Linked DNA regions of Mus musculus: region 2 is linked to region 1. A link is a contact called in public Hi-C data. All regions are on one chromosome and are shown on one strand. Each heading gives the region's core, a stretch centred on a gene start, on an enhancer-like site or on the middle of the called end of the contact. The rest is flanking DNA. Distances are from core to core; before and after follow the strand shown. Region 1 overlaps Wdfy2 (WD repeat and FYVE domain containing 2). Region 2 overlaps Defb48 (defensin beta 48).

The links. A called contact is a pair of places that touch in the nucleus more often than the background predicts.
Region 2: a Hi-C map of the C2C12 cell line shows a contact between it and region 1, with 2.3 times the contacts expected there. The contact joins two enhancer-like sites. A contact is called at or near these places in 1 of 39 promoter capture datasets (macrophages), 1 of 15 datasets of contacts at CTCF or cohesin (pro-B cells), 22 of 484 Hi-C or Micro-C datasets (the Ba/F3 cell line, the C2C12 cell line, CD4 T cells and 14 more), 2 of 115 datasets of contacts at active chromatin or transcription factors (embryonic stem cells and neural progenitor cells) and 1 of 9 other capture datasets (adipose tissue).

The regions. Positions count from the first base shown.
Region 1 is chr14:62,891,397-62,894,730 of GRCm38.p6, forward strand. The region is part of intron 2 of Wdfy2 (WD repeat and FYVE domain containing 2); the gene reads left to right. Among named protein-coding and RNA genes, the nearest start is that of Mir6541, 28 kb to the left of the region's middle. Within about 2 kb of position 1,700, at least 55 of the 459 cell types and tissues checked have an H3K27ac peak or open chromatin away from gene starts, as enhancers often do. A contact at or near this core is called in the C2C12 cell line, where this site is marked.
Region 2 is chr14:62,978,362-62,981,695 of GRCm38.p6, forward strand. All of the region lies in intron 1 of Defb48 (defensin beta 48), which reads right to left. Among named protein-coding and RNA genes, the nearest start is that of Defb48, 4.5 kb to the right of the region's middle. Within about 2 kb of position 1,585, at least 7 of the 459 cell types and tissues checked have an H3K27ac peak or open chromatin away from gene starts, as enhancers often do. A contact at or near this core is called in the C2C12 cell line, where this site is marked.

The sequences.
Region 1 (3,334 bases), core at 450-2,949:
GCTATGGCGGGGATGTTTGGGAGCATGGGGACAAAGGAAAACTTCTGATTTTCTTTTCTTTTCCAACTTTAAGTAAAATAACCAGTCTTTGCTCTGATCTTGCCTGTTCATCAAACTTGGCACATAGCTGCCAAGAAGAGGGGAGGAGAGGCTGTAACTGAACAGGGATTTGTAGCTCCCGGTGTTGTGCAGAGCAAACAGTGGAGACACCTGGGCAGTATGCCATAGTTACTGAATAAACATCTGTGTAATGGTGGAGTCTGTCTGTCTTAGGGCTTTACAGATGTGAACAGACACCGTGACCAAGGCAACTCTTATAAAGAACAACATTTAATTGGGGCTGGCTTGCAGGTTCAGAGGTTCAGTCCATTATCATCAAGGCAGGAACATGGCAGCATCCAGGCAGGTATGATATAGGAGATACTGAGAGTTCTACATCTTCATCTGCAAGCTGCTAGCAGAATACTGGCTTCCAGGCAGCTAGGGTGAGGGTCTTAAAGCCCACACCCACAGTGATACACCTACAACCCACAAGGCTACATCTACTCCAACAGGACCACACCTTCTACTAGTGCCACTCCCCGGGCTGAACATATACAAACCATGACAGACACTAATAATAGATATGATTTCCCTAAGAGCATCATCAGCTCTGTTTCTGTAATAGTGGCATATTGGCTTTGAGGAGTAAGACTGTTAGGTATTTGTACAGTCTTCTACTGGGAATTAAGACAGACCTACTTTTATCCTCAGACAGTTTTCAGCATCCCCTGAACAGTAATTGGAATTGTGCTATTGGATTCTGCACAAAGCAACTGGGTCAGAATCTTTGTTTTAGTAAAATCTCTAGATGATTTCAGTATGCATTAAAGTTAGAATATGGTCTTCTAATGTGTTGTTAAGCAATATATACATGTTTAAATGAACCCAGTGAAGCCTTATGCAAATACTGTATTGATTTAAAATATGTAAATATAAGCCACTTTGTTAGTCAAATATTTATGACATGTCTAGTATACCTTGGCCACTGATGTAAGTGCCAAGGATGTGCAGATGAAGAGGATTCATAGGGCAAGGCGATTTCTGAAATGTTTTATTCTTAGATGCTTTCAGTACGGCACACAGGTTAAGGGGGGGCGGGCATGTGTACGTCCTTCATAGTTGTCAGTAATGAAACCTACTACATTACATGCGTACTTTCATCTTGAGTCTTTAAAAAATAAATAAATAAACGAGATTACTCAGTGCTGTCCCTAACTAATGTTTTTGTGGCATTGGTTACACAATAAGTGAAAATGAAAGAGAATCAAGTGAATGGCTACAAACTGTGTGCTACAGGCATTTATGACCATGTTCTGTGTTTATATGAGAAGTAGTATTCCAAATGCAGAAGGTGGCTTTTTGACTTGGTCCTCTAGAATAGTCATTACAATATAGTCATTGTTGTGTTTGGCAAGAGAATAGATATTCTGTATCTTTAATAAGAAGTTGAAGCTTAACACAGGGGACCAGGCGGGAGGCTCTGGGTGAGAAGAGTGGTGAGGCCTGAGCTTGGTGCTGGGTACCCAGCAAGGCAGTGTGTGAAATGCCGAGTGACCTAGAGAAGTGACACGCAGGAGAACAGTGAACAGCAGATGCACTGTTATAAATCCCAGGCACTGTCCATGCTAGAGTTCCTAGTCCTGTTCTAAGCTATCCACCCAGTCAACTGAAGGAAGGACGCCAAGAGGATCCAGCCTTGTGTAAATAAGGTGGTTTCCCCACCCCACCTCCGCCCAATCTGGCTTTCCCAGGAATTTGGCACTTTGACTAGGAAATTGTGGTCTTGGTCCTGTTCCGAACCCAAAACTGGCAGCATTAAACCCAAGAGCATCTAGACATTTGTGCATGAAGATGCAGTAGGAGCTGAAAGCAGAAAAGGATGAGCCAGGCAGAGTGAGGAGAGAGGAAGCCGTGTGATAATGCTGGGAGGGAGGCTCCCTCCTTCATCCCCCTAGGCCAGTCAGAATCCTGGCAGGCTCAGGCTGCTGGCCTTCTAGGGGCACCCACATGAGCTCACACTAACCTAGCTCTAGCTACAAGTATGTGGCAAGCCTTGGGGCTCGTAGAATACTTCCCTTCCTGCCTGTCACACTCTCCTGGACCTCTGTGACCTTTAAATAGAAGGGCAGACTCATGGCCTATAGTGTTACATGTTTCCATGGACATGGTCTGATAGGAGGGAGGCCATGTAGATATGGAGAATAGAAAAGAGTTGTTTATCCTCCTTCCCCTTTAGTTTCTTTGGACACGTTGTCCACCAGATGTTAACGTTTCTTCTGGCCACGTGCAATGTCCAGAGGATGTGGAGGTACAATACAGCAGTTGGTTTCTGCAGTCATGATGCTCACACTGTGTGAAGAAGGCAGGTCCTAGGTAAGCACTCTCCCAATTCATTGAGTGTGGGGAATTGCAGGCTGGTCTCCAGTTGAGCTGAGGTCTGAACCCCGATGGTCATAATTCACCTACATGACACAGTAGGCGTTCCCTCATGCTCCTGGAACTCTGGCCCCTGCCTAAGGTACCACCTCCCACAGTCCCCACAAGAGAAGCATGGTCAGTAGTCATGTAAACAATGGCTCAAACTTCTGACCTTCAGGCTAAACTCCTCCCCAGTTACCTAGCAACAGTGAAGACCATAAAAAGGGGTGCTCAGCCTGCACATCACTCTCTTAGTCCTTTGTCCTCTCATCTCTCACTTCTCTCACCTCTTCCCTTTCTCTTTGTCTTCCTCTCTCCTCTCCTCTCCTCTCCTCTCCTCTCCTCTCCTCTCCTCTCCTCTCCTCTCCTCTCCTATCCTCTCCTCTCCTCTCCTCTCCTCTCCTCTCCTCTCCTCTCCTCTCTTCTTCTCTCTTTCTCGCTAGACTTTCCTCTTCCTTCCTTCCCCCCTCTCTTTCTCTTTCTTTTCTACCTTCTCTCTTTCCCCCTGCATTTCTATAATAAAGCTCTTAAACCATAGAGTGTCTCTGCACCTTCTAGAACCGCTGCGCCACTCTCGCCAGTGTTGGGAACTCCTTCCCTCATCCCTCTCTCCTACAACCCTGGGGCTTTAGCAAGGTAGCTCTGGGGTCCCTGGTCGGGGCTACCCCTTTTCCACCCCCCCACCCCCCCACCCCACTGCGTGGGCCAGGCATGCTCACCTGGGGCCTAGTGGAAAAGTGTCCGGCAGCTCTGCCTGTGTCTGCCTGCCCAGAGCACAGGAACTCTGGCTGGATGTTAGGCCCCTTTACCTCCCCCACTTCTCCCTGGGCCTCCCTAGGGTCCCCCTTTATTTTTGTTCCCAACAATTGAGGAC
Region 2 (3,334 bases), core at 335-2,834, 87 kb after region 1:
AAAATCCAGCTCAAGTAATGAGGTGATTTAAAACGTGGCAAACATTTTGAACAAAATCATATAGTGATGAGTCAGGTATACCCTGAAGGATGGAATCGAGAGGATCAGCAGAGACTGCTTTCTGAGGTCATGAAAACAATAAGAAAATGCCCAAGGAAGAGTACTGTGGATACACAGGACACTGAAGGCTAAGTCCCCAGACTAAGTGATTTCAAAAAAGACTTGGATGGATGGGTGGATGGATGGGTGGATGGGTGGATGGGTGGGTGGGTGGGTGGGTGGGTGGATGGATGGATGGGTGGGTGGGTGGATGGATGGATGGATGGATGGATGGGTGGGTGGGTGGGTGGATGGATGGATGGATGGATGGATGGATGGATGGATGGATGGATGGATTGATGGATGGATGGGTAGGTGGGTGGATGGGTGGGTGGATGGGTGGGTGGATGGGTAGATGGGTGGATGGGTGGATGGATGGGTGGGTGGGTGGGTGGACGGGTGGATGGAACATGTCAGAAAAAGTCATGTAATATTAAAAATAGTATCCACCTAGTACCAGGCTTACAGGCCACTGTAAGGGTGAAGAGTCACATCTCTGATGTTGTGGTTGCCTTATTGCATCTCCCCTCATGATGCATACAGCAACTGTCTTCTTGATATTTGCTGTTACCATTTTTAATTACCTTCTTTTCCTCTTTCCCTTTTGATGGGGCAGAATCAAATTTCCATGGGAAAACATTGTAGGGGTAGTCTACGCTTAACTAGTAATTCTATTTTATTTTTTTAATTGATCTATACATATAGTTGTTGTATATGATTATACATATATGTATATGATTAGTTCATATTGTGGAATAACCGTGCTTCCATTGGGTGAGGCTGTCTATGTGACTGAGCCTGTAATGCTGATATTCACTGAGAGAATTTGGCTCCAGATCTAGGGTCTAAGTTAACTCCATATAGCAGTGACTCTAGATTTTGACTTTGATGCAGACTTTGACTCTAGGAACTAGTGCATGAGTGACTTCATTATAGTGGCTGATTTGGTAATTGGTGCATGGGCATGCTCAGAAAACTATTAGTGCATGGCTGCTTGTGAAGTAGCTCAATATACAAATGGTTCAGAATTCAAGGAGTGAGTGGGGTTGTAAGAAAGGGAGTGGGTCCTGATATTGGGTCCACTTGGTATGTTTGTATCATTGGTGCTCAAAGTGATGATCCTGGCTAGGAGAGTTGGTAGCTCCAGTCCTGGTGTGAAACAGCAGTGTCTACTTCTATGTAGAGCTGAGTAAGGTGAGCCTCGTCTCTCTGTTTCCATCCCCCTGGGAGGGCTGGTTATTGGTTACCCCAATGGCAAACATCTGACTGTCCTCTGCAGAGCCTGCTGCTTGAACACCGTGAGCATGGTCGATACCGTAACTTCTGTCTTTCCTCTTTGTTCGTAGTCATCCCTGGTGGTTTGGAATACTAATCTCACAGACACCCTTTTTGTGTTTAATCAGATTTTCTTTTCCGTTTGCCCCACTGTGCTCCTAGGCATTCTCAGAGGGCCCTTGAGCCCTCACAGGAGAATTTGGTTAAGCAATTGTGTGTGAGTGGGACAGAAGCCAGTATCTTACTCTCTATCTTGGACTCACTCTTTCAAGCTTAGAAAAAAGCAGAAGTTGTGTTTTCTTTCCCTATTTAGTCCTGCACTATCTATTTCAGTGGTTAAGTGCATCTTAGTCATAGGCTACCAGTTTTCTGTGTGTGTGCTTCATGTTGGGAGTGTTATAAAAAACACAACATGAAAACAGCATAGATGATGGAAAGAATGGGCCTGTGTGAAGAATATAAACTACAGATGAAAATGTTGACAAGACAAAATGTTAATAACTAATTATATATTGGTGACAGGAGAATTTGTGAAGGAAGAGACATATTTAAATTGTTTACCCAGAAGGCAGTAGTACTAAACCAAAAGCCTGACATAACTATAATAAATCACAAAGGAAAGCATAAGGGGACCAATGTTTGCAGAGATTTCATAGTAAAGTCATGTAAAGAATAAGCCCAGTAAATCAAGAAGAGTCCTTTAGAAGGTGCTTTACAAAATGTCAATTAATTATGAACTTTAAAACCAATATAAGATAGCAACTTTGAGACATAATTGTTTTGTTTTGTTTTTTTGTTTTTCAAGATGGGTTTCTCTGTGTAGCCCTGGATGTCCTGGAACTCACTCTGTAGACCAGGCTGGCCTCGAATTCACAGAGATCCACCTACCTCTGCCTCCTGAGTGCTGTGATTAAAGGTGTGTGCCACCAGGCTAGGCTCTGAGACATAATGTATAATGAAATAATTTATATCACTGTCACAGCAAAGAATGAAAGTGAATGAAAATATGCTTGTAAAAACGTCAATAAAATATCTATTGTGATAGAATTGGGTTCTCAGTAATGCCACCTTCCAAGAAAAGAATTAAGTGGGACCTGGAAAGGTGGATCTGCATTCAGAGAACTGACTGCTCTTCCCAAGGACCTGGATTAGGTTCCCAGCACCCACATGGTGGCTCACAACCATCTGTAATGTAACTCCAGCTCCAAAATATTCGATGTCCTATTCTGGCCTCCATGAACACTGTGTCCACATGGTGTTCATACATACAGTCAGGCAAAACACCCAGACATATAAAATAAAAACAATTAAACTTTTAATAAAATTGAAACGTTTCATCAAGAGAGAAAATCCTAAAGAATAGTATTTGTGGAGAAAACAATGTAGTTGGGATGGACTTCAGAGCCAAGTTAAAATTCTGTGATAATACCATTGAACTAATTATATTATTGAGGGTTCTCCAACATTTGTAGATCTGGAAAGTACAGAAATAAATGTGACTCCACTGTATGCTTGGGCCAGGGTGTGTCACTATTGGAGAAGAGGCCTTGTTGGAAGTGTCACTGTGGGCTTTAATACCTTAGTCTACCTGCCTGCAAGTGAGTATTCTGCTAGCAGTCTTCAGATGAAGATGTAGAACTCTTAGCTCTACAGCACCATGACTGCCTGAATACTGCCATGCTTCCTGTCTTGATGATAATAGACTGAATCTCTGACATGTAAGCCAGCCACAATTAAATGTTGTCCTTATAAGATTTGCATTGGTCATGGTATCTGTTCACAGCAGTAGAACCCTAACTAAGACAGGATATAAAACGTTACAAAAAGCACTTGACAGATATGAGAAGAGTGCCCTAAACTTCAAACAAACATCTGAAGGTAGAGTGATTTTTTTAAAGATTTATTTATTATTATATCTAAGTACACTGTAGCTGTCTTCAGATGCACCAGAAGAGGGCAT